Linked DNA regions of Mus musculus: regions 2, 3 and 4 are each linked to region 1. The links are chromatin contacts, called in public HiCAR-type and HiChIP or PLAC-seq maps. All regions are on one chromosome and are shown on one strand. Each heading gives the region's core, a stretch centred on a gene start, on an enhancer-like site or on the middle of the called end of the contact. The rest is flanking DNA. Distances are from core to core; before and after follow the strand shown. Region 1 holds the start of Lama4 (laminin, alpha 4). Region 2 has its middle 42 kb from the start of Hdac2. Region 3 has its middle 61 kb from the start of Hdac2. Region 4 has its middle 70 kb from the start of Gm26535.

Region 1 (3,264 bases), core at 273-2,772:
TTTGTTTTGCCAAAAGAGCTTTATTGACAACAGATTAATTAAGGACATGAGCGGCTCAAGTCTGTTGCACATATTGGCAGGTGTAGAAAGGAGTTAAGTGGTCTAACAGGGGACGTGGAAGGGGTGTTGGGATAATCCACACCCAGCACACAGGTCCAGTGTCTTGGCATCATTACTATAATACCAGACTACTCCACCATTGCCAAATGCATGTGACAATGACCACTTAGCTATCGGCATGAAATTAAATAAAATAACTCATGCAAACTGTTGGTGCATAGAAAGCACTCCAAAAGTGAAAGAGACCACCTACCCCCCACCCCCACCCCCACTATCTCTATGTCCCAGCTCAGGCTTTATCTTATCAGTTTTGGTGTTACAAACTTGAATCAGAGCTTCAGGCCAAGAAGGCTCATATTTAAGCTTCAATTCAGCTTTCTATCAGCTGGGTGGCCCTGGGGAATCGCTCATTCTTCTTCCACAGCAAGGAAATAAAAGCCCTACTATGCGAGAATGCTGTGGTGTTTACAAATGTGTGGAAAGTGGCTGGCACATGGTAGAGAATAAACAGTTGCTTATGTGTATAGCTTTAGAGCCAACAGCCCATTCGGTGAAATGGGGCTCATGATAATGTTCACAGAGTTGCCTTACTGTGTAATTATAATTCCCAATACCTTAAAACTGGCCTGAGTGTCATTATATGGCTATCTTGCTCATCTGATCATTTTTAAGCACTTTGGGGCCTTCCCTCCAGAGATACCTAAAGCTCTGACCTGAAGCCCATGGAAATAAAGGCACCTATCACTGGCAGTGGATACTAGTCAGCTCAAGGGCAGCCCAGCGTAACTGCAGCCTGAGTTCTATGGAAGCCTTGGAAAGGTTGCATGATTCAGACAAATGTTGTAGGCATGAGATTGCAGGCCAAGAGGAAGAGGTCGGGCTACTATGAGCTGTGGGTCGCATATTCGACAGGCTCATACACTGCATGCCTTGTTCTGGGTCCTTCACAAAGCACCTCTTTAGGGAAAACAAGATGTTCTTTGTAAATAAAAGTTCATGCATTTCAATAATGAAGTCATTTTCTAGTACTGTAGTGAAAGATATTCTCTCCAGCCCTCTGGGTGAGGACTCCACAGAGGAAGAGGAGTGGCCAGTGAAGAGCCACAGGCTATCCCTAGAAAAGGAGAGGAGAACGCATCCAGAAATGGACACCATGCCTCTGGCTCCTGAGGTCATCTACCTCAGGTTCCCTCCCGCCCCTGGAATCCTTTTTCCACCCACTTTCCTGTACACTAGTGGGGGCCACATACAAATCTATATAAATATAGATCAGACATCCGGCGCCTTGGCTGCGTAAATAAGGGATGTGGGGAAGCAATCAGGAACGCTGAATATTCATTTCGAGTCCTTGGAGAGACTCCAAACTGCGAGGGGGAGGGGGAGGGGGAGGCGGCGTCTAGGAAAGGCCTGACCTCGGGGTCTGAAAGCCAACTTGAAGTGGGAGGGCCTGGAAGGGGAAGGTGGAAAGGGAGTGGTGAGAATGAGTGTGGGAAGGAAGCCAGAGCCGCGCCGACCTCAGTCCCAGCCGCCAGGGAGAGGAGGTGGCCAGGAGCGCTCGCCTCGCTCATGCCAGTCTGCTCCCCTGCCTTTTGATGTTCACAGGGCGCTAGCTCCATCCATCTGTAAGTCCCAGAACCCAAGTCTCAGGAGCGGCGGGAGACCGGAGACAAAGTGAGAGAGGTGGATGGAAGCGAAAGACAAGCAGGAGAGAGAGAAGAGACCACGCTGACTCTCACTCCCTCTTCTTTAATACAACAAAGTTGCAACTTGGGCTCCTGGATCTAAATACCGCAGGTCCAGAGAAGACAAAACACCAGGCATCACTGCATCTCTTAGGGGGTACCCACCAAGACCTCCAGGTCCTTCACTCCAGGAAGGGCCCTGTTGAATATCTGCAGAGAGATGGGTTGGAGCACAGCTTGGTGCTCAGTCCTGGCCCTGTGGCTCCTCTGGTGTGCTGTCTGCTCCAACGCAGCGTCAGGGGACGGCAATGCGTTTCCTTTTGACATCGAGGGGAGCGCAGTGGTCGGCAGGCAAGACCCATCGGAGACTAGCGACTCAGGCGTGACACTGGGACGCCTGCCGCCTGCTGCTGAGGTACAGTACCCCCTGCCTTTGCCAACCCGCTCCACACCTGTGTCTACCGTGTCTATGGGCTGGGCCACAATCCTCTTTCTCTCTCCCCATCTGTTTGATAACCTAGGCTTTCATCTGGGCTAGGTCTCCTCAGTTGAAATAAAGGGCTCTGTTTTGAAAGTTTGACTTGGACGTCAGTTGAAAGTTGAGGCTTCCAGTGAGAGTACCCTTCATGTCTGCGTGGGTCTGTTAGACTACATGAGAAATGTATGCAGTATGCAGTGGTGGTCTTTTGGTGTGTTCCAATAGCCATTTTGTCAAACCTTGGCACTTACTGTAAGTGCCCCCTCTCTGTCTCCCTGCTCCTCTTTGCTGTTTGAACAATGAGAGCAATATCACTAAAAAGACCTATCCTGTCTCAAACTAAACAAAAGGTCTTCTGCAAGGCTGGGGTGCTGGGGGTGGGGGTTGTCTGTGAAGGAAGCTGTTAGAAAATTTCAGGGCAGATACCTTAAACAAAAGCAGACCATTCTAATCCAGAAGCAAGATTAAGTCAAGCTCCACTCCCAAAGTAAAGCTGATCAGGATATACTACTGGTCTAAGGTTTATTCAGTGAGCTACTGTTTTTATATATCAAGAGACTTTTCAGTTGAGAAATGGCTGAACTGTAGACATTGGAGGAGAAGGATGGGTCCACAGTAAGTGATTTAAGAGCCTCTGCGCCTGGATTACAGTAGCATGTCCAGGCTGTGGGGGATGCGAAGGAGGAGGAAAATGAAGTCACCTAAGTTCATGGGAAAGGAAAGATCAACTGACCTAACACCACACATGTACAACACACACACCACATACCATACAACACACATACACACAGCAAACATATAACACACACAAATATACATACCACACACACACACACCACACTCACACAACATACACACATACACACCACTCCACATACCACACAGCACACACATGCACACCACATACCATACAACACACATACACACAGCAAACATATAACACACAAATATACATACACACCACACACGCATACCACACTCACACCACACACATATACACCACTCCATATACTACACAGCACACACATACACACACCACACACT
Region 2 (3,264 bases), core at 212-2,711, 1.9 Mb before region 1:
CCCACGGCTGCTGTTTCTGAATCTTTGAATAGAGTTATGAGTGAGGGGTGGGAGGGTGCCTGCCACCAACCAAGCACAAGGCCTGGTTTAGGCTCCGGAGCTCCATAGTCTGGACTGAATAAATGAGGGCGCAGTCTTGATGATAGTCTATTTGTTCATAGTAATTTAAGAGTATTTTATTCTAAATATTGAAAATGGGTGTATGACTTATATGATGTTATATTTTTTTTTTAAATAACAAAGAACCCCCCCCCCCACACACACACACACACATACAAAGTTATTAGCAGATAACAAGGCTGTTCTGCCTTGTGTCCAGTGCTTTGTGTTTAGGAACAAGGCGAACAAACTATGACTGTAACCTAAGTCTATATTTTTAAGTTGTGATGTGTTGGGTTTATTGATAAGTTTCTAGCATCAGTTGTGTATTATCTAACACGTCACCTTTTTCTCTCTTCAGAATTCAATATTTCAAGGGTCACTTCTCAGCCATGTGGCACTCAAAACTCAGAGCTCAAACACTAGCTGTTCACTGAGCCTGCCTGCTCAGTGCAGGTGCGGAGAGGCAGTGAATGTCATCAAAACCAAGCTGGGTGAGATGCCTCCTGTGCTACTCGGCGCTCAGGAGGGTGGACAGAAAAATCAAGTTCCAGGACAGCCTAGGACACAGTAAGCCCCTGACCCAAAACAATAAGCAAACACACAAACCGCGCTTCTACTTGACAAAGGCCTCTTTCTTCCAGAGAGGAAGCCACCAGGAGCCAGCAAAACCAACCACCGATTTGAAAAAAATGAGAAGCCCAACCTCACACTCACAATCCTTCTGCCTCAGCCTCCTGCACCAGCTCGATTTTTTTTTTTTTTTTAACTTACACTTAATGCTACAGGCTGTGTGAGAAAGTCATGTCATACCAACTACTCAAGCAACCCACCCTGGGTAAAGGTCAGGAGCACCCACCTCACGTGTATTTCAGAAGTCTTTTTCTTATTTAAAAGGCTAGAGCTGGGTGTGGTGGCAGGCACATGCCTTGAGTCCTAGCACCTGGGAGGCAGACACCTGTGGATCTCTCTGAGTTCAAGGCAAGGCTAGCCTGCTTTACAAAGCCAGTTCCAGATCAGCCAGAGATATGTACAGAGACTCCACCTCAAAATAAACAAACAGATAATATAATATAATACAATATAATATAATGTAATAAACATGATATACAATAGGCTGGATTTCAGGTAGCTTATAACCACCTGTAACTCCAGCCCTGGGAGTTGATGCTCTCTCCTGAACTCTGCATGCACCTGTAAACACATGTGCACAGACTCATTCAAGACCCACACAGACATTTATAATTAAAATAACTCTGTAAAACCACTTAAGGGGACAAAGTTCTTACATCTGTCTTCCCCTCGTCCTAGTTTAGCACCTACCGCCTAACATTGTTGCACTGGGGGTGAAGTGTCCAAGGCATGCCCTTTAGCTGATAACTAGGAATGTGTTCCCACCACTCCCTGCCTTATACAGAGCCTGACAAACCAGATTCCTTTCTGGACTTTAAGTCCTCATTAGTCCAGAGAGCCAATCTGGTTTGTCACAGTTGGATTTAAAGATGAAATGCTTTTGCCTTTCCTATGCTGTAAGATTGTTATGGCCTAAATCAATAGTATGTCTTTCAATCTTTTCCTCCTATCCCCCACCCCTACCCCAGCCCCACCATGCTGCCCTTGCACGTGTGATCCCCTGCCTCAATCTACTGAATGTTGTGATTTCAGGCATGTGCCACTATGTCCATTGTGTATTGGCAGTTAAGTATGGCATACTCTTCCTTATATCTAAACATTTACTCAATAGACATTTATCTTTTTAAAAGTTGTGGGGCTGGTGAGATGGCTCAGCAGGTAAGAGCACCCGACTGCTCTTCTGAAGGTCCAGAGTTCAAATCCCAGCAACCACATGGTGGCTCACAACCATCCGTAATGAGATCTGACGCCCTCTTCTGGAGTGTCTGTAGACAGCTACAGTGTACTTACATATAATAAATAATAAATAAATCTTTAAAAATGTTTTTAAAAAAAAAGTTGTGATTGGTGGACTATACTGAGTGTTGCTATTGAGAAAATACAAAGATCAGAAAGCAAAATTTACCTGCGCTCAGGGTGCAGGCAAGAGACAGAAGTTTGTAAGAAGATTGGGGTAATTATGGATTGAAAGAGATTGGGGTGAAGGGAGAGAAGAAGGGAGAGGGAAAGGGGAGGAGGAGGAGAGGGGGAGAGCAAAAGTGTGAGAGAGAGAGAGAGAGAGAGAGAGAGAGAGGTCTTAAGCAAAACCTAAGCCCTGCAGGAGCCATGTATTTAGGAAGCAGTCAGCATCCCCAGTTGAGACAGTGTCTGGGGACCGCCCACCTCCTACTCCAGGACTGCGAACTGAGATCTAGACAGTGACAGGCACCCTGCATCTCTGTAGAATGCGAGGACTCACTAGATTACTACCGAGGTACTTGCTTGAAATGTGCTGTCCACTGGAGTTCCAAGGAAAGCAATTCAGAAAAGACATCCCCTGGGAGAAACTAGCAGAGACTGGCTGAGCTGCTCAGAGCATAAAGAGAAGCCATGCTGCTGACCTCTGTGCACTGCAGGGTCCTGGCAGTTGACAGAGGGTGATGCCAGAGCTCTGGCTGGAGAAGTCCAAGAGAAAAACTCTTCATTCTTCCCTCTAGCATCTTCTATCAATGAAGCTTTACATTGTGACAGCCAGAAAAGGGGAAACATTTTAAAGGGTCAAGTTTTAACATTGCAGCAGAGGCAATGAAAGATGTATTTCAAGTAGAGAGCAGTAAGTTGACTGCTGGAATGTTTCGTTTTCCAAAAGGTTCTTTGTACATTGTAGCTATTGTGTACAGGGTAGAGTTCTTATGGTCTAGACCACACCCTCCCTTTAGCCCCTACTGCACAGAATCACTGTGTTGGGGATGAGGTTTCCGAAGTATGACTTTGGGAGGCCATAGAATTAGCTAACAGCTGTGAATGTAAGGTTGGATAGATCCACGTCACCTTTGGCTTTCTTCACTCTTTGAATGCCCTTCACCATCCTCAGCCACTGTTTCCACCTTCCTCTTTGACTGTCTTTTTGAACGTTTGCTAGCAACCTTCCAGCAGGGATTTTTGTTTATGTAGGACAGCAATCAATTAAAATAACCAAGTTGCATGCTCTTGAGGTACATTTACTAGGAAAATGAGCTTGCTGGGTTTTACCGTAGAATGGAAGGAACTCTA
Region 3 (3,264 bases), core at 420-2,919, 1.9 Mb before region 1:
ACACATTAGAGAATACAGAGGAATAAACAAAGAGATAAACAATTTGGATGCAATAAATAGGAGATGTAAGAAGGCATCAATATAATCTATTTCTTATGTGCATTTTTATTTTCTATTTATACATAATGGAATATATTTCAAAATATTCTTTAGACTTTTTTATGTGTATGAGTGCTTTGTTTACCAGTGTGCGTGTGTGTACTAAGTGCATTCCTGGTACCCTTGCAGGCCAGAAGGTACCAGGTTATTAATTCTGAGAACTAAATCTGCATTCTCTGGAAGAGCAAAAGTGCTCCTAACTGTTGAAGCATCTCTCCAGATGCACACGCATATCTTAATCGGTAGCTTTTATTTTTGTTGTTGTTGAGTTAGAGTGTTGTTGAGTCTGTGTGGTCCGTGTTTGCCTAGATTCTCTTGCCTTAGTCTTCTAAATAGTTTAAAATGTCAAAACAACCCAGGGACTGAAAAGCATGATTAATTTAATGTCCACAGAAATATTATTAACATTAATATTACTAACATTTTCTAGCTTCCTGTAATAGACAAAAAAACTGAAGGTCATAAAAATCCCCACTGAGAAGCAAAGTGGGGAATGCTGACTCTTTCTTATTTTTATTTTTTAACTAAAATCTCAGATTGTCACCAGAAAGCATGCCTACTGTGTTGCCTGATGTTTCTTTGCTACCATATTAGTTTCGCTTAACCATGTTTCCCAAATATCTAGGCCTTCAAGAGTTTCTAATTATACCAGACAGAGAAGGGTGGTGTGGATTCCCAACGGCTTTATAGACCTTCACTGGTGAGGAAACTGTTTTCTGTTCTCATTCAGATTTTTTGAAAATAGGTTGGAAGTGAAGCTCAGTTGAGAGAGTTCTTGCTTAGCATGCACAAAAGCCCTTAGTACAATAATCTGCAGCACTGTAAAAAACCATGTGTGCAGTATTCCCCAATAATGCTGGCACACTAGAAGTGAAGGCAGGATGCAGAGTCGAAGGTCACTCTTGGGTGTATACCAAGTGTGATGGGCATAGAATTATCTGGGGAAGTCTTGATGGTGGAATTCCCAGATTAGGCTGGCCTGTGGACATGCCTGTGATTTTTGGGTTTGAGGTGAGAAGACCTACTCTACCAGGGGCAGTATCATTGGTTAAGTTGGAGTCCTAGACTCTTTCAAGAATAGAGAACGTGTGTTAAATTTCAAGCATGCACACATTCATTGTTAAATTCCAAGCATTCACATTCATTGCTCCATGCTGTGGGTATAATATGACCAGAGGCTTCAGGTTCCTGCTGCCTCAACTCTCCTGAAATAATTGACTCTACCTGGAACTATAAGTTAAAACTAAGATTTTTTTCTAACCCAAATTAGTTATTACCAGGGTATTTTATCATGGCAAATGATGTGAGACCAGGACAATGAGTTTGAAGCTAGCCTGGACTACATGAGACTTTATCACAAAAAATAAAGACTATTAAAAAAAAATTTCAAACAATCAAAAAGTATGAAACTAAAAGGTTTAAAATCAACAAGCACAAACAAATGACCCTTCAGCTCAGGTGACATCTCCAAAGGAATAGATTCTGGGGAAAGACTGAGCAAGCAGGTACTGCCTGCTTCCCATCTCTTTCCTTCTACACACCACGGGAAGGCGGGCCCCTCCCTGAAGCACAAGAAAGCATGTCTGGGAAACCTACCAACAATCTATGATGGAAACTGGAAAAGGAGACTAATGTTTTGATTCAGCGAATATTTGAAATGATTTCATCCCAAAGAAAACTATCCCAATTAAAGTGCCAAGCATTCAAAAATCCCAAACAGAAAACAGATGCGACATGTGTTCAGTTCAGAACTGGCTTGGGAATAACTCTCCTGAAATTGAGTGAGGACACATTTAAACAATATAATTCATACCAGAGCGTTGGAGACGTATTTCAGAACAGACAAAGCGGTATTATGCACACATTTGGTTATCCCTAGAGCATGTACATGCACCAAATTCAAGAAATATGGCTGCTATTTAGTCCTGACATTTCCACATGCTTTTTAAGTGAGTGAATTACTGATTGCATAAGACACGTAAACAGGAAACTTAAATATATATGCCTGGTAATGTTTTTAGTACAGAATTTTTCAAATAACTAACCAAGAGGTGAGGAAAAACTACTTCCCTACTTCAATACTTTCCTAAAAATATTCTGCTTCCTGGTTTGGAAAATGACTTTGGAACCAACGTTTACTTTGTCTTTAAGAAGACCCTTCCTAGAGAGTTTCATGCTTTACTTATCTTAGGGAAATGAGGAGTACTGCATTTTGAAAAAAATAAAAAGGTCCCTTGATAATTTTTTCACAATAATTATGCATTGGGAAAAAATTGGGACTATACAATTTAGAAAAAAAGGCATCAGATTGGCTACATTTTAGCCAATATTCTATCCAAGTGTATCAAAAACTTCCATCACTTCCAAAAAACACTTCCACATGTTTTTAACCAGAGCACTGATGGTGGGTTCCAAATTGTGACATTTTACAGCTAATGCTGTCATCAGTATTTTGTATGTATTGTTTTTATTGTTGATGTTGTGTTTTGTTTCAACAAGTGGGATTTCCCACATCTTGAACATGTTGTTTTAGCAACGGTTCTCACATTCAAAACAAATTCTCATAGACTTTATCCAACAAATATATACTGAGCCATTGCATTGTAGAAAATGCCATGAAATATTCACTTGAACTAACCTTTTGTTACTTATTAACTTATGTTAATTTTACTGACGTTCAGAATCACATTTTCAATGTGATGTTCTTTATTCTGTTCCTCACTCTCTAGGATAGAGACAATTATGTCAACCCGAAGAGATCTAGAATCATACGGGTGCCACGTCTCTGGGCATGCCTGTGAAGTTATCTTCATTAAGTTAATTGAGATGGAAAGACCTGCCAACTGTAGGCGGCACCACTCCCTGGGCTATGATCCTGTTCTGAATAAAATGAAGAAAGGAAACTGAGCACAAGCATTCATCTTCTTTCTGTTTCTGGGTGCAATGTCACCAGCTGCCTCAGACTCCTGCTCCCATAACTTCCTCAGCATAAGGAACTATGCCCTGGAACCATTAGCCAATAACCTTTTCTTTCATAAGTTGCTTTTGTCAGGCTATCACAGTAATAGAAAAGAAACTAAGACTATTCTATATAATTGAAAACATACCTCTGTAGTCCCACTTCATAAGGATTGATATAATCTGTATGTTACACAACGAATAAAA
Region 4 (3,264 bases), core at 316-2,815, 1.7 Mb before region 1:
TATATACATAGTCTATTTGTATATCTCTCTCTATATATTCACAAATGTACAGAAATGGATGGACGTATAAAGACAATGGATTAGATAGCAAAAAACAGGTACATGCTAAGACTTTTAACTAACTTCAGGTGTTAAGAATATATTATAAAAGCAAATGGAGAGTGAAGTAGAAACTTGAAGTCTTTGGAAAGTTGTTTAAATGGTGTTTTGCTGGGGCAAATACCTGAAGGAACATTTCATTAAAATGGACACAGGTGAAAGGCTCAGGCAGACTAGTGTGGGAACGTTTCACTGAAGCAGACAGAGGAGAGAGGATGTTCTGCTAAAGCAAGCACGTGAAAGGACACGTGATGAAGGATTCTCTGCTAACAATGCACATATATTGGTCTACCTTGCATTTCATAGTTGAGCTGCATTTGTCAGGACTCCATAGAGAAAAACTGCAACAAAAAAATTCTGGCTGTGTGCTGCAGTTTCTTGCTGCTTCCTTATACTCGGGCTGATTGGATACACATGCTGAGTGAGGCAAGACATGTCGAGGACATGTGATGTTTGGAGGGTATAAATAGGATTCCAAGGAGTGACAGAGACAGAGCTTGGCTTGCTAGTACAGCTAGCTGTGCAATGCTTGTGGGCTTGCATCTTCATTTCCCTGAGAGAGACACAGCTGAGAAGTTCTCCTGGTGTCCCTCCAGGTCCCTCCTTCTGACTTGAGCTGAGGCTGAGGCCTGGCTGTCTTTACTAGGTCATGTCACTGCTGTTGCTAACCCTATTCTACACAACTGGATAGCTTGTGCATCCATGAGGTGTTTGCGAGTGGATGGAGCTACGGCTGCCTGCTGACCTGTGAACTAAACTACTGATTTCCAGACAACACAGATAGGAATTGCCCCAAAGAACCTTTCTAAACTGGTCTACTTCCCCTTTCTATTCCACTATCCCTGGCGGGTGGTGGGCTAAAAGGAAGGTTAGAATGTTTAAGAACCATCATTAAAAATGAAGTTTGAAAAAAATTAAAGTTACAGGAGAGGTTAAGGATGAAGAAGAATTCTTTACCTGCCACCCGAAGACCTGGAATGTGATTGGCAGCTATGTTAATCTATGGGTTTAAGACCTAGCCCCTTCAGAAGTCCTTCGATGTGTGCACTTTGCAGAGGCACTCAACTACTTTGATTCTGTGCTTTCCTATTTTAAAAGTGGGGATGGTGGGAAAGCGTGACCATAGGCCACTAGGCAGGCATGTGGAATAGCACCCACAGACTAAGAGGGAGAATGATCTTTATATAATAGTGCAGTAGGCACACTTTGAAAACAGTTAATGGTTTAATGTCTCTGTGGGTAGTTAACACATTGGAGCATCTCGCAGGTAGGTGTGTGTGTGTGTGTGTGTGTGTGTGAGAGAGAGAGAGAGAGAGAGAGAGAGAGAGAGAGAGAGAGAGAGAGAGAGAGAGGTGTGCTTTTGGGTTGAAACCCCAAATTCATGCTAAGCATGCACTCTACCTCTGAGCCACAACCCCAGCCCCAGGGTGACTGTTTCCATTTGGCAGCCCCAGTTTCTCTCTTTCTCACTCTCGCCAGCTCATGAACTCTGTGGCTTAAGCGCTCCACTGCCTTCTCTGTGGGTGTCTCTAGGCTTCCTCGTTGCCCCACAAACTTCTAGCTCTTACTTCTCTAACTTTCTGACAGAAAATACTACATAGCCGACATGTCCTGGCATGAGTACTGTTCTGAGTTAGCTTCTGGTAGCAGGGCCACAGTCCAGAGAAGCAGAGGTAGAGGTGAGAGAGGAAGACAGGGATGGGAGAGGGAGAGGGAAAGAGGAGATGGTGCTGAAAATTGATAATTGGTAATTCCAGCATGTGGGAGGTGGAGGCAGGAGTCCAGTGTCCTCTTTGATTATGTTGTCCCAGATCAACCTGGGGTTGACACACATACACACACACACACACACACACACACACACACACACACACACACACTCATGAGGGTGAACGAGAGAGAGAGAGAGAGAGAGAGAGAGAGAAGCAGAGAAGGGTTGAGAGAGACAGAGAGAACTACTGTACCTATTAGCTAGATGGAAACATTCAAGAGAGAAGCAGCATTTTAGACAGGATGTCTTCAGTTGCTTCCTCTCCCTTGCCCGTCTGATGTAGCCCTGAACTCTTCTCACATTCCAGAGACTTTGCCAAGTTCTGCCTCTGTCCACCCCTTCTGGATGTGCTGACTCTTCAAAACAGAGAGGAGACTCTGCATACTAGGAGAGATCTAGGACACGGCTCAGGGTTTATTTCACAGCTGTTTTTTGTTAACCTTGACTCTAAGAATTTTTCCTCCAAATAATTTATATATCAAGGCAGGATGTAAGTCTGAAGGGAGCCATATTCTAGATGTGAGCTTGCTGGGTGCAGAGCAGAGCAGGAAAGGACAGAATTTCTTTAGCAAATTAAAGCTGGTGGCTATTCACTTTTCATTTCTTTCTCATTCTCCCACATTTTTCTGTCCTCCTCTTTCTTGTGTTTTTATTGAGCTTTGCCATGGGCAACCCCAACTGGAGTGACTTGTGTTTCTGGGATCACCTTATACCTCTGTGGGCATGAGCAGCAGCACACAGAGGTATACAATTGAAACCAGCAGGTTCTACCTGCTGTCTCTAGGACAGCTATGATGATGATGATGATGGTGATGATGATGATGATGATGTAATTTCTATGGATGGAACTCAGGTCTGCATGTTTGCAAAGCAAACAATTTTCTGACTGAACCATATCTCCAGCCTTTTAATTACAATAAATGCCTGCTGTTTCTAAGGATGCAATCCCTGCATACAGTTTGCCTAGTGAACCCAGTGTCCAGCGGGACTGCTGTTACTTGCCAGACCAAAGCCTTTCTCTGCAACAAAGCCTACCATTGTGTCCCAGTGTAGGCCCCTGATCTTTCCCAAAGGGCCTTTTTGAACATGTGCACTTATTTCCATCCCACTATGGGCTGGATGCAATAATAGCTAGAGAACCATGGTAACTTGCCTTCCCCCTCTGACCATTCTGCAAGTGTTATCTGGTGCTCTCTGAAAGCGACGCAGGCAGCTGGACTCTGCAAGAGCGTGTCTCCTCAGGGACTGTGCTCCTTGGTGCCTCTGTCGCAGGGCAAGGGAGGAATACAAAGCTGAAGGTGCCAGTGTGCTCCTTGACTCAGCTGTCCCTGTCTAATCCCAGCTCACAACTGGATGTCCTGGGGTTTGAGTCAGGGCTCTCCTCCTGGCTACTT

The links. HiCAR-type assays count read pairs that join an accessible place to other places. HiChIP or PLAC-seq counts read pairs in DNA pulled down with a chosen protein or histone mark.
Region 2: an H3K27ac HiChIP or PLAC-seq map of embryonic stem cells shows a contact between it and region 1, with 21 times the contacts expected there. The contact joins the enhancer-like site here to the promoter of Lama4 in region 1. A contact is called at or near these places in 18 of 39 promoter capture datasets (the 3T3-L1 cell line, the C10 cell line, cranial neural crest and 9 more), 2 of 115 datasets of contacts at active chromatin or transcription factors (cardiomyocytes and embryonic stem cells) and 2 of 9 other capture datasets (adipose tissue and embryonic stem cells).
Region 3: an H3K4me3 HiChIP or PLAC-seq map of craniofacial prominence shows a contact between it and region 1, with 23 times the contacts expected there. The contact joins the enhancer-like site here to the promoter of Lama4 in region 1. A contact is called at or near these places in 16 of 39 promoter capture datasets (the 3T3-L1 cell line, the C10 cell line, cranial neural crest and 9 more), 3 of 115 datasets of contacts at active chromatin or transcription factors (SST interneurons, cardiomyocytes and craniofacial prominence) and 1 of 9 other capture datasets (adipose tissue).
Region 4: a contact with region 1 is called in a HiCAR-type map of fibro-adipogenic progenitors, with 9 times the contacts expected there. The contact joins the enhancer-like site here to the promoter of Lama4 in region 1. A contact is called at or near these places in 6 of 39 promoter capture datasets (the 3T3-L1 cell line, cranial neural crest, embryonic stem cells and 3 more) and 1 of 115 datasets of contacts at active chromatin or transcription factors (fibro-adipogenic progenitors).

Annotation. Positions count from the first base shown.
Region 1 is chr10:38,963,993-38,967,256 of GRCm38.p6, forward strand. Lama4 (laminin, alpha 4) reads left to right here and starts at 1,523. Exons shown (of 38, transcript NM_010681.4): 1 at 1,523-2,157. The coding sequence starts at 1,963.
Region 2 is chr10:37,014,925-37,018,188 of GRCm38.p6, forward strand. No RefSeq gene overlaps it. Among named protein-coding and RNA genes, the nearest start is that of Hdac2, 42 kb to the left of the region's middle. Within about 2 kb of position 1,462, at least 14 of the 459 cell types and tissues checked have an H3K27ac peak or open chromatin away from gene starts, as enhancers often do. A contact at or near this core is called in embryonic stem cells, where this site is marked.
Region 3 is chr10:37,033,507-37,036,770 of GRCm38.p6, forward strand. No RefSeq gene overlaps it. Among named protein-coding and RNA genes, the nearest start is that of Hdac2, 61 kb to the left of the region's middle. Within about 2 kb of position 1,670, at least 14 of the 459 cell types and tissues checked have an H3K27ac peak or open chromatin away from gene starts, as enhancers often do. A contact at or near this core is called in craniofacial prominence, where this site is marked.
Region 4 is chr10:37,248,091-37,251,354 of GRCm38.p6, forward strand. No RefSeq gene overlaps it. Among named protein-coding and RNA genes, the nearest start is that of Gm26535, 70 kb to the right of the region's middle. Within about 2 kb of position 1,566, at least 62 of the 459 cell types and tissues checked have an H3K27ac peak or open chromatin away from gene starts, as enhancers often do.